Regions from separate parts of the Mus musculus genome. Here regions 1, 2 and 3 are each linked to region 4. A link is a contact called in public HiCAR-type and promoter capture Hi-C data. All regions are on one chromosome and are shown on one strand. Each heading gives the region's core, a stretch centred on a gene start, on an enhancer-like site or on the middle of the called end of the contact. The rest is flanking DNA. Distances are from core to core; before and after follow the strand shown.

Region 1 (3,527 bases), core at 865-3,364, 2.0 Mb after region 4:
TTCTAGCACTCCAGGGCCAGAAAAAGGTGGATGAATGGCTGTGTGTTCCAAGTTAGCCTGGCCTGCAAAGCATGTTTCAAGTCACCCAGAACTATACTGTGAGAGCTTGTCAAAAGTAATTAAGCAAAATTCCCATTTCTCCCCAATCCATAAAACAAACCAGATTCTGAAGTCTAGTCTCAGCTATGTCAATCTAAGTTTTAATTTTCAAATTTTCTATATTCATTATACCCTAACATTGCACAGCAACTGTTAAGAATTAAATAAGACAACATATCTAGTCTCTGATACAGTGCTTACTAAGTACACAGTGTTTGAAACTGGCAATTAAAATGGCCTCTTGGTGAATTAGTTAATTAATTAATGCTTGTAGATCAATAGACTTCATACAGACTGAAAAAGGCACCAACATACCTTCAGCTTAAATGTTTCTCAATTGTTCCTTACCTATAAAACAGTAAATGACTTATCCAGGACAAAACTTGTTCTGTATTCCTATGGTACTTCCAAAATCTCAGGGAAAACATCGATTCTCACAGAAAATACAAACAAAATTTTGTACTTAGTTTTTAAAAACTGTTTCCTGCCCCACATCCCGATCACATTTTTGAGGGACAGGGACTTGTCGCCTAGGCAAGCACAGGATAGGTTACGGATGGCCTGGACTCCTGATCCTACCTACCTCAGCTTCCAGAGTGCTGGGATGACAGGCGGGGTGCCTTCACAGTCAGTGTCTTTTAAAGTGCAAAGCTACTAAATCTTTTACTTCCAAAGACCTCAAACGGAAATAAGCCCAAGTATAAACCTACACAGGTTGAACATGGTATTAATGTTAAGTGCGAGGGCTGGGGGTGTTCAGTGAAGCTACTGCTCAGTGCACAGAGGTTCTGCACTTATAACTTGTACTTTTATTCCGTCAAAGAAAACTTTTGCATAATATGCATCTCCAATCTTTAAAATAGTTTTTTTATACAGTTAGGAAGTCTTTGATTAAAAAAATTGCACTGAGCCCTTAAATTGTGCCAGGCACTGTTGTGCTGCCTACTTTGTTCACAACCCCACGGGTTCAAATTTTACATTAAGAACGATTCTGGGCAGACCTCAATATTCTGGAAGATGTAACAGTTTTTTTTTTTTTAATTAGTTACGTGCAAGGCAACTGATTCAGAACTTTAAATCCATTTCGGCGAGGCAAAAACTAATATGCCAAGAGTGACAGTCAAAGCTTTAAACTTCTGGAGGCGTTAGGATGTTAACCTGCTCGCACCTTGGCCCGGGCTTCCCACCTCCCACGGAAGGGACCAGAGGATCCCACTACTCGCACAGCCCGGCCAAGCCGGTCAGAGGTAGGCGGAGCTCCCCAATCCCCACCTGCTGGAGGCCTGGGTTCCTGTCTGGAAGAAGCCGAGAAATCAAACCGGGGTGCCGGGGCCAGGAGCTCCGCTGGGCCTGGTGGGCGCGCTCCTGAGCCACCCCCGTCACCCCGGATGCGATCCGGCTCAGTAGCCGGGACAGAGCCCCAAAGACCGGGCTGGAGACCGCCAGGGCCCCAGGCTCTTCCCACGGCGCCATCTTGTGAAGGGAAGAGGGTGCCACCCGCCGCTCCCTCAGAGGATTCCCCACGTCCCAGGCCCCGAAGCTGCTAGAAGAATGAGTCACTAAGCGCTGAGGGCCCGCGGCGGCTTGGAGGCCCCAAGCCCGGCCCGGGACCACAGGGACCCGCCCCGACGGCGGCTTACCTGGGCCGCGTCTCCCGGCAGCGAGGCCACGCACGGCCCGGCCCGGCCCGGAGATCGGATGCGCCGCGGCTGCAGCGGCGGCGTCGCCTGCTCGCTCCTTCTTCTCACCCTGGCCGGCGCGGGACTCTGAGCGCCGCCCGCCGTGCCGCCGCCCCTGCCGGGCTGCGTCTCCGCCTCTCCGTTCCGCCTTCCTTTCTCCTCCTCCTCCAGAGTCGCCGCGCTCGAGTTCCGAGGACTTCTTCCTCGTCGTCGTCGTTCTCCTCCTCCTCCTCCCTCGGTCTCCTCCCCTCAGACCGCCCCGGCTCCTCACGAACCAAAACACAAACACTCGGGCTCCAGCGCAGGAACTGCTTCCGCCGGCTCCGCCACGTAGCCGCACGCAGCGAAGAACGCCGTGACGTCATTTCCGCCGCTGCCCCTCCCAGGAGGCCGGCAGCGGCTTCCTAAGGGGGCGGGGCCGAAGTCACGTGACATCCCCGGGTGCGCTAAGGGAGAATAGTTCGGCCCTCTCTAACGCCTCCTTGATCTGAACCGACATCTTTGGGCTCCGGCTGCAAGGCGAGGCAGGAGCGTCAGGAATGAAGAGGGGGGCGTGGGGTTGCGTCACGTGTCTTCTCCAATTCCCTGGGGCCAGACCTACTCACTTCCTTGCTCTGCCTTCCTCCTCCCCGGGGCTCCACCCTCAGTACCACCATTGTTATCTGGGTGGCGGCGCTCTAAGCCGGCGGGTTGGGAACCCGAGAGGCGTGGGCCAGACCTGCGTTTTATGGGTCTCATCGGAGCTGACAGGGTCCCCACTGCCATTGTCAGCCTGGGTTGTCTTCCCATTGCGGCGATTTTCGGTCTGATGGTTCACTCACAGGCCTCTCACACCACTTCAGCAGCTCAGTAAAGGGGTTTAGGCGAGCGAGGGCTCCTGTGGCTCTGGAAATGCCCTGCTTTTCCGAGAATGGGCGTGTCTGTGATCTCGGAGAGAATTAAGACCCTTAAATTCAAAAGCTGCCTTTAGACAGCAAACCTCAAAAGAATAACTTGCTTTTATTGAGAGTTTACCTGTGTGTGTGGTTTTTTGTTTTGTTTTGTTTGTTTTTTGAGTGAAAAGGAGGAAATCCTAATAATTAGCGTTTATTTGGAATTCCCCATTGAACTAAGTAGTAAACATTTTGGAGTGATCTCTCTCTCTCTCTCTCTCTCTCTCTCTCTCTCTCTCACACACACACACACACCCATTGATAAGCACAGTTGATAAGCACACAGAGTCCTGGCATGTTTGTGGAATGAATGAGGGAGGCAAATAATTTGGCCACGATCACAGGTTAGATATAGTCTAGCCTGCAGCCGGCTCCATAACACTAGTTCTTAAGATTCCAATGAACAGCAGCCCAAGATGTTTATGGCTGCCCACAGCACACCTATTTAAGACGTTCCCTTGATCCGCATAGGTCCAAATACTCCACTCCCCTAAATTCTGGCACTGGTTTCTATCAAAAGAGTCATTCCTTGTCTCTGTCAGAAAGGTTCTGTGGTGCCTATTAGCATACCAAAACACAAGGCTAGCCTTCTGATTTACTCAGTACCTGTGGCTCTTCTCACCCCACTTCCTACCCTAAACTTCTCCAAGTCATGAGCTTCCCTCTTCTAGTTTCTCATTCCCATGTAACCCTACTATTTGACTCTCTCTCTCTCTCTCTCTCTCTCTCTCTCTCTCTCTCTCTCTCTCCCTCCCTCTCCCTCTCCCTCTCTCCTTCCCGCTCCCCTCTCCTGTGGCCTCCTTTGCTCCTTTGTCTT
Region 2 (3,683 bases), core at 1,169-3,668, 1.8 Mb after region 4:
TTAGGGTTTCTATGGTGAAGAGACACCATGACCAAGGCAACTCTTATAAAGGACAGCATTTAATTGGAGCTGGCTTACAGTTTCAGGGGTTCAGTTCATTATCATCATGGCAGGAAGCATGGCAGCCTGCAGATAGACATGGTTTAGGAGGAGATGAGAGGTCTACATTTTGATCTGAAGACAGAAAGAAAGAGACTGTTTCAGCAGCATTCAATTAAGCCTGGGAGCCCTCAAAGCCTGCCTAAAGAGTGACACACTCCCTCCAACAAGGCCTCCTCATAGTGCCATTTCCCATAGCCCAAGCATATCCAAACTGCCACAGGCAGTAAATTCAATTAAATACTTACATTCTTGGCACTAGGCTGAGAAATTCAACCCTCTAAAATAGAAGTATACAGCAAGGATTCTGAGGTTTAATAAGTTATTTCAAGTGGTTAAGATACATTTCTAAAACATGCAGATGAAAGCTACAAGCAATCTAAAAAGTAGGACTTTCCCCAGCCTGTCTGTCTACTGTACACTTATATAGGTTCTCCACAGCTTGGGACTGCTCAACAAAGGAAAAGACTAAGCCAATATAAGTGGGTACCAAAATGATGTGATAGTTTGCTGCATTTTGGTTCTGACAAATTCCTTAAAACTTTTGGTCACCAAGTTTCTAACATTTGTATGCTATTCAAATTAATACACAGCACATGACATGGTAAGTATTAAAGAATCTTTCAAAGGGTTTTTTAATTCTTATTTTTGTATATATGTATGTGTTCTCTTTGATCACGTATGCCACATGCTGTACACAGGTGCCCATGAAGAGGGCATCAAATCTGGAGCTGAAGTCAGAGGTGGTTGTGAGCTGCCTGACATGGGTGCTCAGAACTGAACTCAGGTCCTCTGCAAGAGCAGCAAAAGCTTTTGATATCTGGATCATATCCACATTTCCAAAGGAATCTTTTTTAAAAAATTTTTTTTAATGTCAGCACTTGGGAGGCCAAGACTAGCATATCTCTGTGTGTTCCTGGTCATCGCAGAAATATCACGAATTTGAAGTCTGCTTAGGCTGTGTAAAAAACCTGCCTTAACCCGTTGTTTTGTTTTGCTTTGTTTTGTTTTTTGAATGCCAAATAAACAGACCAAAACCAAACTTTTTTAGGAGATGGACATGGTGGTACACACATTTAATCTAGCATTCAAGAGACAGAAGCAGGTGGATCTGTTTGCATTTGAGGCCAACCTCAAATATATAGTGAGTTCCAAGACAGTCAAAGGTACACAGAGAGACTTCTCTACAGCGTAAGGAGTTAGAGGTCATCCTGGGCTACAAGAAGACCCTGTCTCAAAAACAAAAACAAACAGAAAACAAAGAAGAGAGCCATAAATGAGCAGCCGTGGAACGATAATCTTAGGACCCTAGGTAAGAAATTAAGAGTGTGAACCTTGTGTGATGACCAGCATAGTAAAATATAACTTGTTATATTGGCTACGTATATCTATCTACCTTATGGCACAAGACATCTGCCAAGGATATGACTTATGAAGCAATCACTCAACTGTGGAGGCTCCAAATGTCTTGTGGTAGGGCTCCCTGCTGCCACCTTCCCCTTCCCATTTTCTTTGTGTGCCTTCAGAACTACCCAGTAACGCTGCCTGATGTGTAAGCGTGCCGAACTTTTCTCAGCATGACTAAACCCAATTCCTTGACTATTATCAGGAACTGATAAAGAAGTTTAGATTGTTCCCGGGAAAGCACTTTAAAAAACGGATCCCACAAGATGACCTTCTAATTCAGTCACGGCTGCTGCACTACAATGACTTCTGAGGTGAGCGCAGCCGGTTGTAAATCTCTTCCGTAAATGCACAGGACAGGATCGGGCTGTCACTTGGCGTTTCTTCTTGAATCAGCCAGGCCCACCCGCAGATCTCGCCAGCGGGCTGAACCTGGAGAGCCCAGTCTCTCACATCAGTCCTTTCGCTGAGCCTGCGCTAAACGTGCTGGATGGACGTTTGCCACACGGGCGCGCCCCGGAGCACAAGAGCTGCGCGGCCTTGGGCGCCCTGACAAGCCACGCCAGGATCTGTTTGGATCTTTCGTGCTCCAACTCAGGCTTCAACTCGAACTCGTCATTCTCCTGCCTCAGCCTTCTGAGAGCTGGGCTCTCAGGCCTGCGTCAACACCCCAGGTCTAACCGGAAGTCAGGGACGCACCCAGACAAGACCCAGTCTCAAAGTCGCTAGATCTCTAGGCTGTGGGAAGGCGGACGCCGAGCCAAGGCCTCAATTCCAGCCTGACTCCACCCCCTCTACCCCACCCCAGCCACAGCTGCGCGTGCGCAGGCGCGCCACGTGATGCCATTCCCCGGGGCCGGGCGCTGCGTCTACGGAGAAGGGCGGGCCGGAGTGTCACGTGATGGTGTCCGGCCAGCCAATGGATACGCGTAACGCAGAATTTCGAATGTGGCGGCGGTAGCTGCGGAGCGCGGCGGAGCGGGAGGTTGCATCTGCTCGTCCGGACCTGAGTGGCCGAGGTACGGAGCGGTACGGGCGGCGGGACTGGAGGTATCTCTCCGACCGGACGACGCGTTCCGCTCGCGAAAGCGAGCACCCCGAAATCGACAGGGCTTTTGCTCAATCAAAGTAGCAAAAACTTTTTAGATAGGGGCCGGAGGAAGGGGTGTTCTCGCCGACTTGCACTGTCTAGCACGCACAAGGCCCGATTTCCATCCCACTGTGCTCGCGCACGCGAACAAACTGTAATTAACTTTAACTCTATCAGTTATTCATTCTGTGTGTCACTCAGATGTCTCCGGTGCAAACTTTTAAAACTTGATGGTGACCCACCCATTCTTATAAGAAGTCGTTGCATTTATTCTGTTGAACTCCCCTCTCCAATCTATCGTATATACACATTGGTAAAAATAAAGGGTTAGATAAGATATACAGTACCAATTTAAGGCTTCATTATGCGTGGAGGAAAATACGTCCTGGTGAGAATACTCAAGAAGAGATTCAAGAAAACACTTAACTAAAAGGAGATGAATCAAGATAGTTCTTGTGGTGACAATTATATGCACACATTGTGGTTGGCAACAGTTTACAATTTTGAGACCAGGAAGTTTATTTTGCTTGAAGCACGCTACTGTTATTAACATGAATACATGTTTTCTCAGCCCCAAAATTACTAGAGAAAAGCTGCCAAACAGAAACCCAGATATACATATAAATTGCTTCTGAACTAATACTGTAATCCTAAACACTAAAGGTTGGCTATAAACATTGTAAGAAAAGTAAGTCTGCTTATGGCTCATACATTTGTGGTCCCAGCTACTCAGGAGGCTGAGGTAGGAAGGACATGAGAGCTCTTAAGTTCAAAACCAGACTGGGTAACAGCAATATCCTGTCCCAAAATAATAAGTTCCCATAGAGCCTAGAATGTTGTACGCCTCCAATGAATATTTACTATAAGATGAATAATTGATACTTTCTGGAGTTATTTAATACTTTCCTATGAAATAGTAGAAGATAAGGTTATAGCAAAAGCATGAATGACATTTTATGGGATTTTTTTTCTTATGATGGCTTGATTCTAACATCTTTTTTCTTCTTGTTTTGTTTTAGATGAATTTCACTATGTAGCCCAAGCATAAATCTATGACCCACCTGCCTTAGCCTTTTTAGTAGCTTGGATT
Region 3 (3,530 bases), core at 915-3,414, 1.9 Mb after region 4:
TATTTATTAAGTCCTTGAACTTGCTCTGGGTTCTGTTGGCCACTCTCTCCCCGGCATGCTACACCAGAGGTCCTGTCTAAGGTGGATGGTAGGTCGGACTGGTAGGACTGTAAAACTAAGGAAGTCAATAGCTTTTGGAGTAGAGCCCCTCGCCTTTCCCATTTCTTAGAAACATACTTCCAATTTTTTTTTTTTGCACGCCTTAGTCTATACCACGTGACGTTAGTATTTCCCAGCTCCTCTGCAGAATTCAAAAGTAGTAATATACTTGCTTCGTGGAAAGTATTCTCAGTTGCCACTCACATCTCCTGGGGGGCTTTGTTGGAAATGTAACTCCTCAGACCCCACCCCAGACCTCCTGATTTTTGCTTTTAGCGATTCCAAAGCATATTTGTGTGCATAAGGCACCGCACTGGAGCCCTCTCAGGAAGGCACAGCAGGTGCTGTGACTGCATCGATAAACAGGAGGTGACCACAAGGAATGGGCAGGGCATGCTTGAGACCCCAAGGTCCTTAAAGCTCCAGAAAACACGACAACCAGAATGTCCCGGAAGGGAAGTCATCTACCAGGTTTATCCATCCTGGCTGTACAGTGGGGAGTAGGAATGAGAACCTGGATGCTGCGGATGCGACTCCTTTTACAGTAGTAAGCTGGAGCAGCAAGCAACACGGGAGGTGTGAGTGAGTGAGTGCCTGGTCCCAACCACAGGCCGCCCGGGCTGACAAGGCCAAGTCCCCGCCCACTTCTGCTGTCACCCAGTCAAAACAAAGCCGCAGTCTACAGTGCAGAGTCGCTCTCCCCTGCAGCCTGGAGATGCTGAGCCCCCTACAAGTGCTCTACAGCTGGATGCCCTGGGTGCCTAAAGTCCCCAAAGAGGGAGAATGGCAAGAAAGCTGTCTTCAAACTGAGCAGACGCGCTCGCCGCCTGGGCTGTCACCCTGCCAGACCCTGTTTACACCCTAAGCGGCCAGGATCCCGCTTTCGCTAAATAAATAATAACAATAATGACAGGGTTGTCGCCGCACGGCCGAGGCCGCCAGGCGCCAAAGGACAGGGGCTTGGGGCAGTGCCCACCTCCCACCCCGCGCTCCGCCCCTTCGCTCCCGTAGAGCGCCAGGATTCCAGGACACTTCTGGGTGCTCCACAACCCAGCTCCTCCTAGCGGGGCTCAGTGGGGAGGGCGAGCGCGGGGAGACACACGCTAAGATGCCCCCAACCCCAAAAAAGCTGCTTCCCAACCCCGACAGATCTGCCACACCAAGCACAGTTACACTCCCTGTGAAAGGACTCCCGCGAGCTCCTACAGAGCAGAAAAAGCCCCAGTGCCGAGCGCTCCGAAGCCAAGACTCATCCTTCCCAGAAGAGGGACACCGGCAGATCTAGAAGACCCCCTACCCCTGTCCCAGTGAGATGCTGTGCAAGCCGCAGCGGCAGAGCGCGCGCACAGAACGCAGCACTTCCGCGGTGCCGGCGGGAAGCTGGGAGTGGGTGGGGGAGGGGAGGGGGGGTCCGAGCCCGCCCGTGACCCCGCGATTGTGCTCATCCCAGCGGGTACCTTGCAGGCGGAGTACACGCCGAGTTTCTCCAGCTTCTTCGCCCGCGGAGCAGAGCGCAACTGCGCCTTCTTCACGGCGATCCGGGCCGAGCCGCCTCCTCCCGGTCCCTCGGCCGTGCCCGCCGCGGCCACCGCGGTCGCTGGCCCGCAGGAAGCAGAGCTCCCGGCAGCGGTGGCCAGGGTCCGGGGGGAACCGTGCGGGGGCGCGGGAGGCAGTGCTGGGGACCCGGCCCCGCCAGCCTCGGCCATGCCGCCCCGACTGTCACCCGCAGCTGCCAGGGTCCCCGCGGGCGCTGGTGGCGGAGCCGAGACCCTCCCCCCCCCCCGGCCGCCGCCCTGCGCCCTCCCCGCCCCCGCCGCACTCGGCCGCCAGCGATCGCAGGCCCCCGCGCCTCCCCAGGCGGCTAGGACGCTAGCGGGCCCGAGCGCCTTGGCCGCGCTCTGCTCCCCTGGGCCTCCGGCATGCTGCTGCGAGCGTAGCCGCCCGCCGGGAGCGCCAGGGCCCGTAGGTGACCGGCGACCCGCGAGACCGGGCCGCTGCAGCCCAGGCACCTGCCGCCCTGCGCTGCTGGCGTCCCTGGGCCTGACACCCTCCCGCGCCGAGACCCAACTTCCTCCACCCTAGCGGGAGCCAGAGGAAAAAAAAATGTTTTCCAGAAGTACCCGTCAGCGGCCAATCCTCCTCTTTGTTGCTAATTCACCAAAATCATGGCGTGAAGGGTTCCTTTTTTTTTTTTTTTTTTTTTTGACTTTGAGTTAAACTTTTTTTTTTTAAACAATTCTTCCCCATCGTCTTCTCCTGGTAGTTTCTGAACCGAATATGACCAGAGAGGGAGGGAGATGACTCAATGGTGTGTGTGTGTGGTGTGTGTGTGTGTGTGTGTGTGTGTGTGTGTGTGTGTATCACATAATACTTGTTCGTTTGAGAACATTACATGTCGGCGAAATGAAAACTAAACGCATGGAAAAAGTTTGAAATTAGTCCGCCTACGGGGTTCACTCGAGGTTGGCTACTTTCAGCTGCTAGTGTGTCTATTGTTTTCAAGTTAACCAGAAAGACAGCGTCCAGGAAAGTGATTCCGATTTTGACTTAAACTTCAAAATCAAAACTATTGTCCCTGGCTCTGATGGTAGGAAGAGATTGTTTCATTTTTTCACATGGGTCAACCTTCCTAAAGCGATTTGAATAGCCCTGCATTGCCGGTCAGCACCGTTGGCAAGTGCCCTAATTCTGCGGAGCAAGCATAGTCACAATGTGGGACAATGGTCGTAATGAATTTGTGATTGGTTGTCTAGCAAGCTTGGTAGCTCCTGCTGAACTCCAGCCATATGGGATGGGCTTTCCCTTGCAAATACTCTTACCAGTCATGCTTAAAGTTGCATTTTATGTCTCAAGATGTGTTTCGCCAGATTCTGTGTCCTTTTAACGCAGAGTAATGCAATGCCAAGAGAGAAAGAAGTCTCTTCTCAAAGGAGTGACACCTGCTGTGAAACTGCAGCCTTACTAGGCTACATCTAACTGAAGTCCTTACCTAGGCTTGACCTTAGCCTAGTGTGGAAGCTCAATAGAGTAAGACTCTTGCCTCAAAAATTAATTAAATTAATTAAAAAACAGGCCAGGAGCGGTGGTCTTCACCTTTGACCCCAGAACTGCAGAAGCAGAGACTGGCCAGGCTCTGTGAGTTTGAGGAATTCTGGTCTACTGTTAGGAGTTCCAGGTCAGCTAGGGCTACACAGTGAAACCTTGTATATAAAGAAACAAGGAAAAAAAAAAAAAAAGAACTCAGCATGTCTTTAATCCTGGCATTTGGGAGGCAGAGGCAAGTGGATTTCTGAGTTCGAGGTCAGCCTGGTCTACAAAGTGAGTTGCAGGACAGCCAGGGCTACACAGAGAAATCCTGTCTGGGGAAAAAAAAAAAAAAAAAAAAAAAAAAAAGCTCAGGGGTTTTTTGTTTTGTTTTGTTGGGGGTGGGA
Region 4 (3,787 bases), core at 1,138-3,637:
TAAGTTGTGCATACCACCCGCACCATAAAGGTGGAGCTCGTAGCTCTATCAGAAGAGAAGTACCTCAAAATTCCCCAAAGGATTCAGTTCACAACTCAGGAAGCGTCATTTTCACCAAACAAAAAGGGATAGAGCATGCTCTAATTTCTATCAGTCATAGTGAGAAGCAGGTAAGGACCCCTTCTTTGCATGTCTGAGCATCCTCCTGACTTATAAAATTAAGAACGTTTTCGTCTATTGATGTTGTCTTTACTTCAGTTACTATATTCAACCACCGTTGCTGACAGTCATTTTAACGCATTAGAACAAAGTGGGGAAAAAAAAAGGTTGTCAGTTTCAGAAAAAATAGTGATGGAAAAAGCGGCTAAGGGGCCACACGTTGCTTTCCCTTCAAAAAGAAGAGTCACCCCAAATTTGCCACCCAAACACTCATGAAAAATAAAGGTTGAAGAGGTAATTCCTGTTAGGTCTTGTTTTGTTTTGTTTTGTTTTGCTTTGCTTTGTTTTAATATGCAGAAAGTGTGGTGTTTAAGGCGGCCAAGGCGTCTCCTGACCCAAAAAGGCAGTCCTCAGAAGGGCTACAGTATACTCCTACACACCAGACTGTTCAGTTGTCCAAGAGACAATGATTTCCACCAAACACGACCTATTTCTCTTCAAATTTTCAGCAGAACTGTTCCCCAAAGTTTACCAAAATCCAGGTACACAAACCTCCCCATCTCACAAAGCTTTAGGAATCCAACTCTACTTTATAAGTTATACACCAGGAAACACATAAGGAGAAGCTGGAAGGCAATCACAAAAGTCTCATTTAAATTCCTGGAAAGCACAGCTTCTCTAAACACACTATTCATCTCTCTTTGGAAGGCCTAATTTGCATCGAGCCATGAGTTTAACTCCACTGGCCCCACTGCACCAGTACCATCAAGTCCAAAAAAGATAGATGCCATCTTCTGAATTCAAAAGAATTTATCACATAACCACTCTAAACGGTGGGAAGTAAAACAACCCAAACGCCGAGTTTTTGCCAGTCAAGTGTATAAGAATTAACACTGACTTTAGGAGGCTCCCGAAAATCCCTCTGCACATGAACATTATAGCCACAAAAGGAAGAAGAAAGAAAGAAAGAAAGAAAGAAAGAAAGAAAGAAAGAAAGAAAAGGTAGGATGCTCTCTAAGCTGCAAGCCCGCTAATTTGCATGAAGATGGGTGTGGGAATTTGATTAAAAAAAAAATCTCCACCTTTCACAAGCAAATCACATCAAATCAAACCAATGCACAGTATTTCATCCCCACAGTTAACTATGTCCACCTGTCCAAGTGCAAGCCCTCCTTTCGCTCACCCTGTTGTTTCTCCACATACAGCGCTGGCTTCTGTTCGCAGAGCTTATCTAACTCTAGCTCAGTGCAACTGGCCAAGGAGATTCCAGCAGGATACGGCAGGTCTCAGACCTCACAGACCTGCGTGCTTGTACTCATTCAGTTTGTCCCTACACCTGTGCTGCTACTCCTGTACTTGGAGCCTCAGTAGGATTCCTGAGGGTCACATTTTATCCCCCACTCCCACCCCACCCCCGCAGCCTAGAGGGCAGGAGGGCTTGCCGGGTGGCGAGCGGGCGGGAGGGCGGGCGAGCGAGCGGATGAGCGAGCGCGCACACCACGAGCTCCTACTCTCTCTCGGATGCCCTGGGAAGCTCCGCGGCCACGCTAGGGGCTCAGGCGACCCTGTGTAGGAGCCGTCTCCTTTCCGACAAGGCATGACCGCGTTGCCGCCGGCTGCAGCTTGGCCTCTCAGCAGTGCGTGGCTGCGCTCAGCTCCGCGCTGCGCGCCTCATTGTTCCAATCCGCGTGGCAGTGGCACCTCTGCCGGTGGCCCCGAGGGCAGGCGATCCGAGGCAGCGGGCCTGGTGCTCCGCACACAACCCCGCCTTCCCCGTTCCGATCTACAGCCCGAGCTTACCTGCTGGCTAGGCGCTGGGGAGTTGATCGGCCTCCCGCGAGCGCTCCGGCCCGCAGCTTGCCCCGCGGCCAGCGCAGGCGGGGACGCTCTGGCGACGCAGAGCCTGCCTGTCGTACAGCGATTGCAGACTCCGCTGCGTGGGGCGGCGCGGCTGCCTAAAAAGGCGTGCTAATCCCAGCCGCCACCTTCACCAGCTGAGCGGCTCCAAGGGCTCCCCGAATGGCTTCTGCTCCAAGTACCTGGCACCCGGGCACAGGAATGTCCCGGTGGTGGCCTCTGGAATGCCACCGGCCGCCGGTGGTGGGCAGGGCGGTCTGGGAAGCTGGCCGGGAGGAAGTGAGTCTTTGTGTGCTGGCTTCGAACACACAGCCCTCTGTAGACAGAGCAAAAGCCGGGCTACCTGCGCGCCAGGCAGCTGGGTGGAGTGTGAGAAGCACAGCATCCTCTGGGCCGCTGGCTCCCTTTGTTCAGACTCAGGCCGACTCAAGCCGCCCGCATTCTCACTTTGGCTGCTGCTGAGAAGCGCCCGACAGTGCAGGGACACACTTGGGGACGTGCTGCTTTGAGAGCTTCCCACTTGCCAACTCCATCCATCCATCCAACCCTGGAAAAGGTGATCACATTCTCTCTAGGGCGTAGGGGTGACCAAGAGCGGTGCTGTGGGAGCCGCAGATAGAAAGTATGTGAGTGTGTTCAAGTGCTAATGCCCATTTGTCACTGCAACCCTCCTATTTTTCAAAGGCATCCACAGCGGTCCCTGGTTGTGGGTAAACATGCTTCTCTGAACTTTGCCCCCTTGGATGTGAGTGTTACCTACAAGTTTTCATGCGTAGTTAGAAAAGGACAAGACAAATTCTTCACTGAATGTATTGAATTTGAAGTTCATCTATCTAGTCGAGGTGTTTTGTTTTAGATATTTTAGCTAGTTGTCCAACTTATTCAGAACGCATGGAGTGCCTACTATGTGTTTGGGGCTAGGCATCATGATAGATGAGCAAAACTCAATCTAGAAGTTTACAGACATTTAACAACCGGGAAACTAAACCCACAGAGTAAAATTCATTGTGTGTGGTCAAGTGTACCTGGGCGATGCTTTCTCTGGTTTCCCCAGTTCTGTTAACTGTTTCTGACACTTGGAATTTCTAAGAACTGCCTGAAGGGATGGTCTGTCACTCATTAATTACTGCGTCTTATATATGAGAAATACATACGCTATGGCTAATTCTGTGCTCTGCCCTTTCCCACAATTCACCACGATGGACTCTGCTAGTCACTGAAGTGATGTAAACTGTGACTCTAGGCTTTGTCTTCTGTCTAATGGGTACGTTTGCAAGCACCAGCAAGGTATGCTGCACAAGGTGCTAAAAGTGGATTATACATTCTCTAGTCCTTAAATGTAACAACAAATCAATTCATGTAATAAAAAGCATAGTAGCATCCTTACAATGTTTCACTGCAAAGTAAAAATCCTCAATTTATAACATTTTGGGGGGGGGGTTGAAACAGGGTTTCTCTGTATAGCCCTGGCTGTCCTGGAATTCACTTTGTAGACCAGGCTGGCCTCGAACTCAGAAATCCTCCTGCTTTTGCCTCCTAAGTGCTAGGATTAAAGGTGTGCGCCACCACACCTGGCAATTTATAACATTTCTTACAGACTGTGAATGTTTTTTATCCCATATTGCTATTTTTCAAAAGTACTTCAAAGATGATGCCTTCATGCCTACCTTAAAAACAAAACAAAAACAAAAAACAAAACAAAACAAAACCAAAACACTAGGTGTTCCAAGACAACAATGGACTTTGTGCCTGTAGAAAATTTACCCAGCTT

What was found. Promoter capture Hi-C pulls out the DNA fragments that hold promoters and counts their contacts. HiCAR-type assays count read pairs that join an accessible place to other places.
Region 1: a promoter capture Hi-C map of hippocampal neurons shows a contact between it and region 4, with 4 times the contacts expected there. The contact joins the promoter of Rab5a here to the promoter of St6gal2 in region 4. A contact is called at or near these places in 1 of 39 promoter capture datasets (hippocampal neurons) and 2 of 115 datasets of contacts at active chromatin or transcription factors (astrocytes and embryonic forebrain).
Region 2: a HiCAR-type map of astrocytes shows a contact between it and region 4, with 5 times the contacts expected there. The contact joins the promoter of Sgo1 here to the promoter of St6gal2 in region 4. A contact is called at or near these places in 2 of 39 promoter capture datasets (cranial neural crest and hippocampal neurons) and 1 of 115 datasets of contacts at active chromatin or transcription factors (astrocytes).
Region 3: a promoter capture Hi-C map of cranial neural crest shows a contact between it and region 4. The contact joins the promoter of Kat2b here to the promoter of St6gal2 in region 4. A contact is called at or near these places in 1 of 39 promoter capture datasets (cranial neural crest) and 1 of 115 datasets of contacts at active chromatin or transcription factors (astrocytes).

Annotation. Positions count from the first base shown.
Region 1 is chr17:53,477,821-53,481,347 of GRCm38.p6, reverse strand. It overlaps Rab5a (RAB5A, member RAS oncogene family), which reads right to left and starts at 2,114. Exons shown (of 6, transcript NM_025887.4): 1 at 1,740-2,114.
Region 2 is chr17:53,688,050-53,691,732 of GRCm38.p6, reverse strand. Sgo1 (shugoshin 1) reads left to right here and starts at 2,418. Exons shown (of 9, transcript NM_028232.2): 1 at 2,418-2,522; 2 at 3,613-3,683. It also overlaps the pseudogene Gm31532.
Region 3 is chr17:53,565,605-53,569,134 of GRCm38.p6, reverse strand. It overlaps Kat2b (K(lysine) acetyltransferase 2B), which reads right to left and starts at 2,164. Exons shown (of 18, transcript NM_020005.4): 1 at 1,557-2,164. The coding sequence starts at 1,805.
Region 4 is chr17:55,443,982-55,447,768 of GRCm38.p6, reverse strand. St6gal2 (beta galactoside alpha 2,6 sialyltransferase 2) reads right to left here and starts at 2,387. Exons shown (of 6, transcript NM_001347403.1): 1 at 1,960-2,387.